Regions from separate parts of the Sus scrofa genome. Here region 2 is linked to region 1. A link is a contact called in public HiChIP or PLAC-seq data. All regions are on one chromosome and are shown on one strand. Each heading gives the region's core, a stretch centred on a gene start, on an enhancer-like site or on the middle of the called end of the contact. The rest is flanking DNA. Distances are from core to core; before and after follow the strand shown. Region 1 holds the start of LAT2 (linker for activation of T-cells family member 2). Region 2 holds the start of RFC2 (replication factor C subunit 2).

Region 1 (7,601 bases), core at 2,842-5,341:
TGCAGGGCTGCAACATGAGGGTGCTTGAGCTGGGGTTGTTGTGGGGGGGACCCCAGGTTTCTGACCCCCACTGTCCTCTGACAACCCCGCGGCTGAGCGCAGTGTCACCCTCCCTCCTTGTTCCAGAACCAGGCAGGAACAGAGCCAGCCCTGTTCCCCCATCTGACCCCAGACCGGCACCCAGTACCCCCAGGGCCATCATCAACACTTGGTAAGTGCTGGAAGGTTCTGGAGACCCGTCAGACTGCACCACACGTGTGTGCACACTCCCACACACGCCTTTGCTTGGTGCACACAAATGCCGTTTGAGGGAGAGCCCTGCTCCATTTCACAAACAGAAGCGGAAGCCAAGATCCCTCAGCTGCTAAGGGGAAGGACGGGATTTGAACTCCAGCCTCCGGATCCAACACTGGCTCCACCCACTGCATCCTATTGCTTCCTGCAAACTCCACAAGCTCGGAGTTTGTGACTCCTGCCCAGGAACCCCCCTACCCCCACCCACCCTAGGCTTCTTCTCCGCTCCCATCCACGGCCTCCCGCGGAAGCTGGGGCTGGGATCTCCATTCCTAAAACACCCATCTGCCCAGACTCCTCCTCCCGGGAGCTGGGAGGAGGGGGGAGGTCAGGAAGGCTTCTCGGAGGAGGAGGAGGCGGCGGGCCTGAGGGGAAGGGGCAGAGGGGCCTTGCTGTCTGGTGGTGGGAGGTGGGCTAAGAGGCCACTTCTTGGTCAGTGGCTGGTCTTGGGGCCATGCTGTGACTGTCAGGCCTCAGCGAAGCCACAGACAACCACACAGGAGGGCCAGGGGCCTGCGAGTACGGCCCTCTGGAGGGGCCTTCCAAGGAGAATTGTTGCAACTCTAGAGGCTCAGCCCCCTGGCAGTGGCCAGGGACAGAGCCGAGGGCAGTGGGGGTCTGGAGGGGGCCGTGCCCGGTGGTGGGCACATGGAGCCACGCCGCCGAGGGTCCGCTCCGCACACCTGCTCCTCCCGTCTCGGCCACGTGGCCGGAGGGCCTCTCCCCACTTCACAGCTGGGGAAGGCGAGGCCTGGGGAGAGCCGAGCTTTGCACTGCCCACCTCCTGCTCCGGGCTCCCCCGAGGCCCGCACTGCGCCCCCTGGGCCCTCACCACTCGGCCTCCTGGATCCCTGTGGCCGGGATGACAAGGAGGATTCTCTACGCATGATTGCGACATGGAGAAGCCACCTCTCCTTCCCCCAAACACCGAATGAGTCAGCTGGAACACGAGAATTTCCAAACCTCGTGACCTGGCGGCCCCCACAGGAGAGAAAGATGACCTGGTCAGCCCAGGATGGTGGCCGAGTGGATCTCGGCCCCCCTCCTCTCGGAGCCTGATCACCGCCCTCTGAGCCCACACACCCTCCTCCCTCCCTCGACTTGGGGGGTCTGCTCCCCGCCCCCGCCAGAGCGTGAGGTTGCGAGCACCTGGCCTTGGAGTGGGGACCCCTGCCCCTGCCTCAGAGTCTCTTGGCCTCAGTTTCCTCCTCTATAAAATGGGGATCAAGCCTGTGTTTCCTCAAACCATTGTTGGGAGGACGAGCATGTCTGGCCTGGCTCAGAAGAGACGTTGCCCAGTGTCTTATTTCCAGCTGCTTGGACGGGTCCCTCGAGCTCCCACCTTTGGCATTTCCATCCTTTGGTCAAGACAGAGACTTTCTGCCCCCGAGGAGATTCAGGCAGAGACACACGGGGAGAGGCTGTCGCACAGATGCTCCCTGCAAGAGCCAGGGGGAGGGTCCAGCCCTGGCCACTCCCGGATTTCGCTTAAGACCCCAGAGCAAGTCCACACCCTTGTCCTGGGGGTTGAGGCCCCAGGACTTGGGCTGCTGACCTCTGCCACCCTCCCTCCCAGAGGACCCCGCCCGTCAGAAAGCCGCCTTGCCTGGGACAAGACGCACACTTCGGGGTGCCCCCAGCCCAAGCCCATTTCTACCCCTGGCCGTGCGTGAGGGAAGGGAGCGGGGCATAAGGTTTCCAATTCTGGCCCAGCATCCCCGGCTTCCGGTTGCCCCTCTGTTAAACCGGGGAAATGACTTTCAACCCTCAGGTTGGTCGTGTGAGGCCCAGCACTGAACTGACGCCTGCCAGGTGCTAGAGCAGGCTAGTGGGGCACAGTTGGCTGGGACCACCATGACTTGCCAGCACCACGGTCCCCAAAGGATGGAAAGCGGCAGCCGCAGCCTGTTGGGGCCAGAGCTGGCTGGACGGCCTGCAGTGAACAGTATGAGGCAACCCTACCTGAAACCTGCCTTGCCTGGTCCCCAAGATCTGCAGGTCTAAGCCCCCTCAACAACTGTCCAACACGGGGGCGGGGGGCGTTGTGCGGGGACCCTGGGAGGGGCTGGGATCTGAAGAGAGTGTGGCCTTTGCCCAGCCCCCCAGTTGTCCAAGACAGGCAGAGCATCACCTCGGAGACGCCAGCTCCTGCCTTCCGAGGGAGGAGAGGGAAGCCCAGAGAGGTGAGTACTCCTTCTGAGGTCACACAGCTGAGCGGTCAGAGCCGGCATCCGCTCCCAGGGTGGGCTGACGCCCGGGCCTACACTCTGCTACGTGAATCCTTCCTTACAGGACGTTTTAAAGATGTACACAATATTTTTTAAAAGACACTCGTTTGAGGAAAACCTCTGTGGCTGCCCCCCAGACGGAATCAATCTGTTCGCTTTCCTCCTTTCCCATCCAGGTCTGAGAGCAGGTGGGCGGGGGACAGGGAGGCGGAGGGGCTGGGCCCCAGCAGAGCCAGGCCTCGCAGCCGCAGGAGGGCCCCTAGGGGCCGGCAGGGCTGGGTGGGGTGGGGAGGGGAGGCCCTCAGCCCGTGGCCTGCGGGGCCAAAATAGCAGAAAGGGAAGTGGGCAGTTTTCATATGAACAAGGTTTGCAACAAGCCGATGGCGGAAAAGCTCTCGGGGCTGGGCTGAGCGAGCCTCAGCACCCACCTCCCGTCCCCAAGGCGCCTTGGTGGCCCTCCTGCCCGGCCTCCCAGCCCTCCTCATGCTGGAGAAGGGGAACCTGGGACCCCTAGGGCCGAAGGGCAGGCTCTGGGGGCTAAGCGGGGAGCCAGAGGTCCGGCCCAAGCCCTGAGAAGGCTTTATCCGCGGGGCTCTGCTCCATTTTCCCAAATGACCTTGGCCTTCCGATGAGGCCAGGAGGACTCCAATGGAGGCTCTTTACGCTCCAGCGGCAGGTGCAGGGGCCCGGACGGCAGCCCTTGTTCTGGGGCAGGGGTGGGGGATGGTGAACAGAGCGGCCACCACGAGCAGCCCAGGGCCTGTAGTTCCTCCAGCCGCACAGGAGCGAGCTGGCTGGGGCTCGGGACGGCCGGGACAGCCGCTTCTCCCTGGCCCAGGGCAGGACCTGGGCCTGCCCGTCTGTAGCGTCTCACCCGACCTCCCATAGCCCTGTGGCAGGGCAGCTCCAGTCCCATTATACAGATGAAGAAACTCAGGCTCACAGGCCTGCCCCGGGGAGCGGCTGCCCTGGGGCTCCCCAGGGCTGTGCGGGCTGGGCTGGGGAAAATGGGGGCAGGAGAGTAGCCGGAGCCCCAGAAATAGCTGCACCTCTAGTGCTGCAGGGTCTGGGGTGAGGGCCCCCTAGCCAGGGGTGCCAGGACAGTGCCGGGGCCAAGGCAGGGGGTGCCGGGCGGCCTGGCTTCTTCCCAGCCCCCACCCCCACCCCCAGCCGGCAGCCAAGTGCTCCTGCTCGGCCAGCGAGGCCACTCCCATCCCCTGTGGGGTGTCTGGGGACAGCTCAGGACCCCTGCCTTGGGGCCAGGCTCCAGGCACCCCTGGGAAAGGCTTACCTGAGAGCAGGCGCTCCTCACTGCGGCCACCTCATCCTGAGCCCACACACCTGCCCGAGCCGATGCCAACGCCACAGACACTGGCGGGCAGCAGGCAAGGCGGCGGGCTTCCTGTCAGCCACTGAATCATCCCTCACACATCCGCTGCTCTGCCGGACAGGCTCGGCTCTCACAGAGGCAGAGACAGAGAGAGACAGAGACAGAGACCAAGACGGAGGCGGAGACAGAGAGAGACAGAGAACAAGACGGAGGCAGTCAGGCAGAGAGAGAGACGTGCACGGACACACACACAACACACACTAAATACACACACACAACCACAACACACACAGGCCTCACAGAGGGGAAGAGACAGAGGGGGACAGGGAGAAAGAGCATGAAATAGGGCTGCTTGCATATCACGCACAGGCAGGGACAAAGAGTGGGAAGACACGGAGAGAGACACGCTGAAAACACAGAAACACAGAAATACACGTCCACACCCATACCCATGGGACATGGGTGGATGGGCGCAGAGAGATGCAAGCCAGGCCAGACATGACAAAGAGCCAGGAGTTCCCGTCGTGGCTCAGTGGTTAACGAATCTGACTAGGAACCGCGGGGTTGCGGGTTCAATCCCTGGCCTCGCTCAGTGGGTTAAGGATCCCGCGTTGCTGTGGCTGTGGTGTCGGCTGGCGGCTCCAGCTCCAGTTGGACCTCTAGTCTGGAAACCTCCATATGCCACCGGTGAGGCCCTAGAAAAGGTAAAAAACAAAAAACAAAAACAATAATAATAATAACAAAGAGCCAGAGGAGTTCCCATTGTGGCTCAAGGGGTTAAGAACCCAACTAGTATCCAAGAGGATGCAGGTTCAAACCCTGGCCCCTCTCAGGGGGTTAATGTTCCAGCGTTACCACAAGCTGTGGTGTAGGCTGCAGATGTGGCTCAGATCCGGCGTTGCTGTGGCTGTGGTGCAGGCCGGCAGCTGCAGCTCCAGCTGGCCCCTGGCCTGGGAACTTCCACATGCCGTGGGTGCGGCCCTCTAGAGAAAAAACAGCCAGAGACAAAGAGAGATGGATGGAGAGGCCACTGAGGTGAAGAGACAACGCTGGAGGATAGAAGGAAGGACAATCCCGGCTCCTCCTTCAGTCCCAGGAGCCTTCTCACCCCCATTTTCCAGATGAGGCTCGTGGAGGCGTGGAGCTGGCCCCAGGCAGGCGGCAGGCCCGGGCCGGGGTGGGGGGAAAGCAGGGCAGTTAGGACCCAGCCCCCAGGCTCTCCACCTGCTGCCCAGCCCCTGGGCACTTCCTTCAGAGGTGAGAACGGTGCTGAGAGGTGGGTGCCCCACACGCAGCACACATTCTCCAGGGCCTCCTGTTATGTGTCACTAAACACCTTGTCCAAGGCCACTGAACTCTTAGTGGCACGCCACCCCATGAGGGTCTCCCAACCCCCACCTGCCTGGCATCTCAGAGCCTGGGCTCCCGAGCTCTGGGGCCCGTCTTGGCTGGGGCGGGGCTTTCAGCCCCAGCCTGGGGTGGCCCGGACGTCCCAGACCAGGCCAGGCAGTCCAGCCGCAGTGGAAGTGCCCCCAGGAGGCCCTGCCAGAACCGAAACAGAAACACAGGGGCTGGGCGCCCTCTGCTGCCACCCTGTGGGAGAGAAGGGTAGCGCAGGGACCCGAGATCCCTGGGCAGAGTGCCAGAAGTTGTCTCCACGGCAAACTGTGACACAAGGACTAAAGCCAACCTTATCTGAATTGCAGAGCTGCACCTGTGACGCACGCTGCCTCCCTCGTTCCACATGGGGCAGTGCAACGTGTAAGGCCCACGGCAACACTTTCCAGGGACACCTTGGCAAGGGCATAGACTAAGAATCCTAGAGGTAAGCTGGTTGTGAACACAGAGTCCAAAGCCTGTTGTCTCTTCACCACCCATGAGTTCAGGTCCTGGCTGGGACCACCTGCCTGGACCCTCCTCACCCACGAGGACGAGCCAGAGTGGGTCTCCAGCCGCTTCTCAGCTACGCGCCTGCCTGGGGTTTCCTGCCCGTGGAGACACAGAAACTCCAGGGTCTGGTGGGAACGGAGCTCTCATCCACATGCCAGCTTCTGTCATGGGCCTTTCTTAGCGACGGCAGGTGTTGAAGTGACCACCAACCACGGGCAAAGACTCAGGTGCATCCACAGCAGCACTGAGGAAACCTCCTGGACCCTCCTGGAGCTCGTCTTCTATCCACAGAAACAGGCCCGTCAACCTTTTGGACCTGAGTGGAAGGATGACCCTGCTCCCTTGCAGGGCAATTCTCAAATCTCTCCCAGTTCTATTCTACTTATAGGCCATTCAGCCGTGAGTTAGAAAATAAGCTTTAAAAAACTAGACATTTCATGTCCAGCTGTGTAAATGCCAGTGAATTTTTTTTTTTTTTTTTTTTTTTTGTCTTTTTAGGGCCTTGCCTGTGGCATATGGTGGTTCCCAGGCCAGGGGTCAAATTGGAGCTGAAGCTGCCAGTCTGTACCACAGCCACAGCAACCCCAGACCCTTAAACCAGAGCGAGGCCAGCGACTGAATCTGCGTCCTTACGGAAACTAGGCAGGTTTGTTACCACTGAGCCACGATGGGAACACCATTTTTTTTTTTTTCCAATTCAATGGTTCCTGGTATATTATGCCGTTAAAATATTGTGACAAAATAAATATCAACAGGAAATTCACCACTTTAACCATTTCTTTTGGCTGCGCCCTCAGCATTTTATAATATGCAACTCAGCGACACGAATTATTCACAATATTGTGCAACCATCACCACTGTCTATTTCCAGTTTCCATCACTCCCAACAGGGCTATTTGGCTTTGGGGCTCACAGTGGAGTGTCGGTTTGTGCACACACTCGTCAGAGAAGCAAGGTATCGAGGTAGAAAAGGAGCCGTTCCAAGAACTCAGTGCCAAGGCTCAGACTCTTCTGGGGTCACAGATCCCTGAAAGCTACAGGAAGTGATGGTTATTTAGAAAAATGCAACTTGAGAAGCATATACGACATTCTAGAAGTCACTGCAGCCCATCTGTAAAGTTGTCTCCCGTCCTCGACACTCAAGATACGAACAGGCAGCCCTCCTGCCCCTCACCCCAGCCATCTATGGCACTTTGCTTTGGCCGTGAACCACCACCCGTTCCTCTGCCTCCCCTGACCTGTGGCTTTATTCTCTCATCTGTGTACCATACATGAACTGTCATGCTGTGTGGCGTTTATTTCCCTAGGATACATGCCTGGGAGGGGAACCCCTGGGCTAAAGGGTATGGAATATTCAGTTTTCAGGTTAATGCTAATTTTGAATTAATTCCCACAGTCACTGTACTCAAAGACCCACAAGCTTATCAGCAAGGGGTTTGTCAGCCTTTTTTTTTTTTTTTTTTTTTTTTTTTTTTTTCCTGGTGTTTAGGGCTGCTCCAGTGGCACATGGAGGTTCCCAGGCTAGGGGTCCAATCAGAGCTGCAGCCACCCACCTATGCCACAGCCACTTGGGATCCGAGCTGCCATCTGCAAGCTACACCACAGCTCACGGCAATGCTGGTTCCTTACCCCACTGAGCGAGGCCAGGGATCGAACCGGCGACCTCATGGATGCCAGTTGCTGAGCCACGACGGGAACTCCCTAGTGAGCATACTCTTAATTTCAAGAGTATAATGCATATGAGAAAAGCTTCTACCCATTCCAAGGGATCTTGGTTTACAGAAACTCGGGGCAACCTAGAAGCTTCCTAGATCTCCCTCTCCCCCATCTAGAAAGGTAAAGCTGTCAGGGCAGTAATG
Region 2 (7,601 bases), core at 3,478-5,977, 39 kb before region 1:
CTTGGTGGTGAGTACATGAATGTTGATATAATTTTCAGTATATGTGGAATGTTTTACAATTTAAAACTTAGAGACTAAAAGATCACAACAGTAGCACACAGACTGCTGCTGGCATTTCCTTCACACACACGTCCCTCCAGACCACTGACGCATGGCAACCAGAGCCATCGAAACGTAAACTGGGTCTGGCGGCTTTTACCCAACATCCTGGTCTCACGCGGTCTGGCCCCTGCAGGCCTCCTCTCTCTCCAACTCCCACGCCCACTCATCCCAGATTGATTGGTCAGTCCCGCTGTTGTTCAGTCACTCATCCCTTCAGGGCAAATGCAGCACCTTCTCTGGGCAGGTGCTCTGGGCAACACAGGGAGAAGATGCTGAGCAGGACAGAGCTCCTGTTCTTAAGGAGGGTCGCTCTCGGGTGGGGGCGGCGGGGGGAGGTTCAAAGAATAAACAAGGCGCTAGATCCAGATAATTGTGGGTAACACAACAAAGCGATAAACACGGTGACAGGAAAGACAGCAAAGGGAGAGAGGGAGGGTGTGAAGAGGTACCTTCCAGGCAAAGCCAACAGACATTCAAAGCTCAGATGCAGCATTCAGATCTCAGGTCTAAGGACTCCTCCCCAGAAAACCCCTTCCTGACCGCCCAGGTGGGATGGCACCTGTGGCTGACATTCTAACAGCCAATCAGGGCTTTTCCTAACACCTCGTAATCACAATTAAGGAACTACGATTGGCTGCTTGGTGTGTCTTTCCCTCCCTACCGTGCAAGCTCCTTAAGGGCGGAAGCTGGCCCTGTTTCACACCCCAGTGCCCATGACAGTGGCTGCAGGCTCTCAATCAATATCGTTAGACAGACAGAAACCAAGAGTCGGGCTAAATGATTATTTCTACCAGCTTCCAAATCCCGCAAACCTAATCAGTACAATTCTTGAGGACAAGTGTTACTCAAATGACAAATCCTTATAGTGTAGGTATATTTAGGATATAGGCTTTTTCTCTACATAATGAGCTTTTTAATATTGAAAATGCTAATGAGAATGTTAGAAAAACACTACTGGTGATAGAAGACCGCAGTGTCTGAGGGCAAACAATTATTTCAGTGATAGGATCACCATTTTAAAAAAGAGCTAAAATTCATAAAGAAATCCTTTGGGAAACAGCAAATGAATTTTTAAAACTTCAGTGTAAACAAAGCAAACAGCCTCAAGTAGGCGCACATCCTGGGTCAATGGAGGCTACGAGAGGGTGGAAAGCAGGAGTTTATGGTCATCCTGGCCTGGAAATGCCACCAAATTTCCAACCCTATGTCCTTCAATGCCATGTTAGAGGTGTCATTTTATTATTTTTTATTGTTGTTGTTATTATTTTGGCCTCCCCCCCATAGCATGCAAAAGTGTCCGGGCCAAGGATCGAACCCACGCCACAGCAGTGACCTGAGCCACAGCAGTGCTAACAGGCCTTCAACCCACTAGGCCACCAGGGAACTCCTAAAGTGTCATTTTAACCAAGATTTGTTGCCTATCCCATTTGACAAATTTGATTGAAAGCCTCTGGCTTTAGGGAAAGGCTTTTGTTTTCCATTTTCTCCTTTCCACATCTTTCCTATTTTCTCCAACTAATTGCCTTCTTGTGACAAGAGTCTTGGAAGAGTTCCCTGGTGGCCTAGCAGTTAAGGATCTGGCACTGTCACTGCTGTGGCACCAGTTCGATCCCTGGGCCAGGTACTTCTGTATGTCGTGGGCTTGAACAGAAAGAAAAAAAAAAGTCTGGGAGCTCAGGCTGGGTATGAATTTAATTTCCAGGGATTTCACACATTTGTTAGGAAAGAAGAGGAGGGTTCACGTGGATGCCCCTTGCCCTTTGACCAGAGCCTGGGGTTTCCCCAATATTCCCTGGTTGCCCCATGTGGCTGCTGTGTGGCCCTAGGGGAGTGGCTGGAGCTTTTAAGAAGGAAGCTCTGTCTGGGCCCAAGTCCAGCAAACACAGAAGGCTCAGTCCAGAGAGAGGAAAAATGCCCTGATGGTGCAGTTCTGCCCCAAAGGTCACCTTCTGATTCTCCTGGCATTTAAAGCACATCAGTGAAATCAGTGTCCAGGGCCCACCAACAGGTTGCCTGCTTAGTTTCTAAACTGTGCATATGTGTGTGAGAGAGATAACTGACTATAACAAATATTACCACATGGGAAAAATTCCAAGGGAAAACCACAAAGAGACATTTCAAGAAAAGCTTATATTTCAAGGAAATGTGTATTATCTCCTCCAGAGAAAGAAAGGACTGGTGAATAGTGATTCTAAAAATATACAGGATGGTTCTATTAGTATGAAGGGGAATGAAGAGCTAGAGCCAACTTCAAGTAGTTTTTTCTCAAATCATGTAAAAGGAGAGATGAGAAACACAGTTAGTTTTGAAGCTGGAGACTTGAATCATTACCATCATTAAAAGAAACTGCTTCAGAATCTTGGTCATTTGAGGTTCATGCCCAACTGGCAATAACTTTTTTTTTTTTTTTTGGCTTTTTTTTTGCTATTTCTTTGGGCCGCTCCCGCGGCATATGGAGGTTCCCAGGCTAGGGGGCGAATCGGAGCTGTAGCCGCCAGCCTACGCCAGAGCCACAGCAATGTGGGATCCGAGCCGCGTCTGCAACCTACACCACAGCTCACGGAAACGCCGGATCGTTAACCCACTGAGCAAGGGCAGGGACCGAACCCGCAACCTCATGGTTCCTAGTCGGATTCGTTAACCACTGCGCCATGACGGGAACTCCCCAACTGGCGATAACTTAAAAAGAATGAGGAAGCACGTGTTTTCATCCCAACTCGTAGAACACAATTGTAAACTGTGCCCACTGCCTCGAACTTGCTAGCCTGGCTGCATAAGTGGAATAAGCAACTGGCAAACATAATTCCATGCCTACTTAAATACAAAGGAAGAAACTGGGAAATCAAGGGGCAGGTGCCATGTCCTCAAGGAGTTAAACAAACACTCAAGTTAGAAAAGATGAAGCAGAGAATTGACACATGAAAAACAGAGAGTTCCCTGGTGGCTCAGTGTGCTAAGGACCTGGCAGCATTGTCACTGCTGTGGCTCTGGTTACTGCTGTGGCACAGGTTCAATCCCTGACACAGGAACTTCTGCATTCCACAGGAGTGGCCAAAAAGAAAAGGAAAAAAATGAAGAGAACAGCGATATTACCTTCCCCAATGAATGTCTATAATGGGCAGGGTTTCTTGAGGGGTTGGAAAAAAAGAGAAAATAGGAGTTCCTGTTGTGGCTCAGTGGGTTAAGGGCCAAACATGGTCTGTGTGAGGAAGCAGGTCTGATCCCTAGCTTAGCTCAGTGGGTTAAGGATTTGACATTGCTGTAAGCTGTGGCATGGGCTGCAGATGGAGCTCAGGTCTCGTGTTACCTTGGCTGTGGCAGAGGCCCCAGATGCACTGTGATTTAACCCCTGGCCCAGGAATTTCCATATGCTGCAGGTGCAGCCCTAAAACGAAAACAATCACCTTTGCAGCCTAGATTCTGGAGCCCATATTTATTTGAATGACGAATCAACCGCCTGGAAGACAAGGCCTTCTCCCTGTAGTAGATACATATTTTAACTGATGATGGAAGGAAAACAGCCAGGGGACTTTAATCAGTTCTCTGGTGAAAGCAACCCAGTTCCTCACAGCTGACCCAAGCTGTTCATTACAGAGACTCAAATCGAACATTTACAGAGCACCAGGTGTTGTGTTAAGCAAGGACAGGATGGAGGTCTCAATCCTTACCTTCAATTCAGACATTAAAGACACATTTATCCCAAAATTATGATGCAGTATGCTAAGTGCAACAAAATAGAATTTTATGACTACTGTTTTGACTACATGGTGGGGGAAGGAATCCTGGCTCCACCACTTACAACGCAAATAACACTGGACAAATTAGTCATTCTCAGGACTGTTTCTTCAACTGTAAAACGAGGATAATGAGTATCCACCTCTGGACTAGTACATAGCACAGGAAAGAAAATACAGTCATTATTCATTTTAAATTATTTGTTATTATTATGACAAGTAGGCTACGGGAGGAAAGATTAGTTCAACAGGTAGAAAACCAGCCCAAAAGAATGCACAAAGCACTTGGGAACACGCACTACCTATTTTTCTGTTATGAAAGTGAGTCACATCTTACAGAGGGGCAGTTTCTTCTTCTGCAAAATGAGAGGAATTCCCATGTTGCAGCATTCTGAGAATTTCCTGATAATGAACATTAAGTTCCAGGGTGCAGGAGCCCATCCAGCGGAGGGGGGAGGGGGGGTTGGGGGGGACGGACATTCTGAGCAATCGGAAAAGCTAGGCAAGGGCAAGTCCTAGAGGTCAGTTCAAGCCTCTGCCTCCCAGGACATCAGCCCCTGTCCATGTGCGCCGACGGTTCCTGCATTTGGGCGGAACGTCCCACGTCCACCGGCCCCCGGATTCGCCCCGCACCAGACAGGATGCTCCTACTCCGCCAGGCCTGCTAGGCGTGCGGGTCCCGACGGGCCGCGCAGAGATAGCCTCCCAGACAAATCACACAAAGACAAAAACCAACGAACTTCCCTTCCTGAAGCAAGCAGCCTTCTCGGAAGGCGTTGCGGTCGGTCTCTCCTTCCTCTCACTCCGCAGGCGCGACGCCAGGTCTCCCATAGCAACTGCGGCCTCTAGCAACAGGCGCCCACGACGAGATAGAGCCCTCTGCGCAGGCGCAAAAGGCGCGGAGAGACGCTTCCGCTCGCATCCTGCGTCCCTCAGGAACAGGGGCGGAACCTGCGTGTGGCGTCGTGGGGCGGGACCTCGGGCGGCGGGAAGAGGCCGCGGGAGAATGGACGCGGGGGGCTCCGGCAGTGGCGCAGACGAACGCGGGGCCCAGGATCCTGCCCCGGCCCCCAGCAAGGCCCCGGGCAGCGCTGGCCACTACGAACTGCCGTGGTGAGGGCCCAGGCCATCAATGACGGGTCGTCTGGGCGTGTGGGTGGGCGCGTGGCGGGGCCCTGGTCCTAGGGTAGCCCACGGGCGGGAGTTCATTCCAGAGGCACCTGAGAGGAGCAGGAGAGCCCCGTGGGTGTAGAGTAGATTATTTGAAGAAGACAAGGGATGTGGCTCGCTGAGACCACTTGGAGTGGAGAGTGGCTTGTTTAAGCTCTGGAAACGGGGTCTTGGTTAGAACGGTGCCAGTTGTGGTAAGAGGGCCCCCCCCCCCCCCGCCAGCATCCACTTTGCACCTGGCGTTTGCCAGCTGCTTTTCTGATGAGGCTCAGATTCTGATGAGGCAGGTTCGGAATCGGGATGGTATGCAAAAGCCACCCTTCTGGAGTTCCCGTCGTGGCGCAGTGGTTAACGAATCCGACTTAGGAACCAAGAGGTTGCGGGTTCGGTCCCTGAGCTTGCTCAGTGGGTTAAAGGAGGCGGCGTTTCCGTGAGCTGTGGTGTAGGTCGCAGACGCGGCTCGGATCCCGCGTTACTGTGGCTCTGGCATAGGCTGGTGGCTATGGCTCCAATTAGACCCCTAGCCTGGGAACCTCCTATAATGCCGCGGGAGCAAAAAGACAAAATAAATAAATTAATTAAAAAATAAAAAGGCGCCCTCCTGTTTTCCGTGGCTTGCTCTCTTTAAGTAGCAGCATCCTGGATGACTGAGAGGATATGGTTACTTGGGGAGTCACCTGCCACTGGCGCAGGCCCCACACCCTGAACTCTCCACTGGGCGTGGTAATGGTTTACCCCCTTTCCTCTTTGTATTCCCATCCCTCCTGCCCAGCTCTCTTCTTGCGGAGAGCAGATACCTAAATGAAAGGCAGTATAACTTACTGGAGTATCCACACCCGCGCTGTCCAGTCCCCCAGCCACTAGCCACATGAGGCTGTTGAGCATTGAGAAATGTTGCCAATCTATGTTGAGATATGGGCTTTAAGTTGTACAATATAAACCGGATATCAAGGTCTTAGTTTTAAAAAAAATCTCATTAGTAATTTTTATATTGATTACATGTTGAAAATAATATTTTGAATATATTAGTTCTCTAAATTATATTATTAAAATTAATTTTACCTTTTCACTTAAGTGTGGATACCAGGTTTAAAAATTACACATGTGGTTTGCATTGTAATTTTCATGCAGAGCCCTCTTTTTTTTTGTTTTGTTTTTTTGACCACACCTGAAGCACATGGAAGTTCCCAAGCCAGGGACTCCGAGCCACAGCTGCTACCTATGCCACAGCTGCAGCAATGTGGGATCCTTAAACCAGTGCAGCATCCTGCCACAGCAGGAACTCCCACAACCCTCCTTTAGGTTTTTTGGGGGTTTTTTGGCTTTTTAGGGCTGCACCTGCAGCATATGGAGGTTCCCAGGCTAGGGCTCAGATTGGAGCTACAGCTGCCAGTCTGCGCCACAGAAACTCTGAGCTGCGTCTGCGACCTACACCACAGCTCACAGCAATGCTGGATACTCAACCCTCTGAGCGAGGCCAGGGATCGGACCCGCAACCTCATGGTTCATAGTCGGATTCATTTCCCCTGCGCTGTGATGGGAACTCCACCGCAACCCTCCTTTAGATGCTTAAGATACTTCAGTATACAAAACAAAGTCTTTTGTCACAGAGCTTACATTTGATAAAGACCAAGTTTAAAAAGTAAAACAAGTAGACATATTTGACAGTGACAGGTGCCGTGAAATAAATAGCTCTGGTGGTCAGGAATGGCCTCTGATGAGATGATGTTTGAGTAAAGAACTGAATTCAGGGAGTCAGCCGTGTGGCCACAGGGGGAGAGAGAGCTTTCAGGCGAGGAGAGCAGCTCTGAAGCCCCTGAAGGAGGAGTATGTTTGCTTTGTTCGAAGTCCAGCTCCAATTTGAGCTCTTGGCTTTCCCAGGTAGTGATCCTCCCTCGTCTGGGTTTCCACAGCCCTAGGTTTACATAAGCAGCTGAGCACTGGGGTAGGATTTGCAAAACTCTAGCTCTCCTCTAGCAGGAAAGCTGTTCAGAGGGAGAACCATGGCTTGCCCATCTCTGCTTTTTTTGTTTTGTTTCATTTTGTCTTTTTAGAGCCCTACCTGCATCATATGGAAGTTCCCAGGCTAAGGGTCGAATCCGGCCTACACCACAGCCACAGCTACGTGGGATCTGAGCTATGTTTGCGACCTACACCATGGCAACGCTGGATCCTTAACCCACTGAGTGAGGCGGGTTTGGAATTGGGATGGATACTGGTCAGGTTCATTAACCACTGAGCCGGGACGGAAACTCCTCATCTCTGCACTTTCTGCTTTCCTCCCCTCGTGAGCGCTAACTCCTTACACAGCGCTGGGCAGCGGGAGGGGCTGAGCGTGAAGAATAAAGGAGTGGGAACAAGCACACTCTGTCTGCGGAAATTGGAGGAGAGCGTGTGCTGGATTTTCTGTAACATGTGACAAACAAGCTACTTTTCCCGCAGCTGCTTCTGGAGCAAGACCAGTCCCCAGAAGGGGTACAAGCTAGGGGGTAACATGGGAGTCTCCTAAAGGGCGGTGGGAGTCCTGATGGTCACATCATTGCAGACCTACTCCCACTTCTCCTCTCAGAGCCCAGGAAAGTCATTTTCTCTCAT

The links. HiChIP or PLAC-seq counts read pairs in DNA pulled down with a chosen protein or histone mark.
Region 2: a contact with region 1 is called in an H3K27ac HiChIP or PLAC-seq map of alveolar macrophages. The contact joins the promoter of RFC2 here to the promoter of LAT2 in region 1. A contact is called at or near these places in 12 of 47 Hi-C or Micro-C datasets (alveolar macrophages, blood, embryonic fibroblasts and 4 more) and 2 of 2 datasets of contacts at active chromatin or transcription factors (alveolar macrophages and skeletal muscle).

Annotation. Positions count from the first base shown.
Region 1 is chr3:11,350,363-11,357,963 of Sscrofa11.1, reverse strand. LAT2 (linker for activation of T-cells family member 2) reads right to left here and starts at 4,091. Exons shown (of 13, transcript NM_001243411.1): 1 at 3,814-4,091; 2 at 1-7.
Region 2 is chr3:11,389,816-11,397,416 of Sscrofa11.1, reverse strand. It overlaps RFC2 (replication factor C subunit 2), which reads left to right and starts at 4,727. Exons shown (of 11, transcript XM_021086337.1): 1 at 4,727-4,949. The coding sequence starts at 4,843.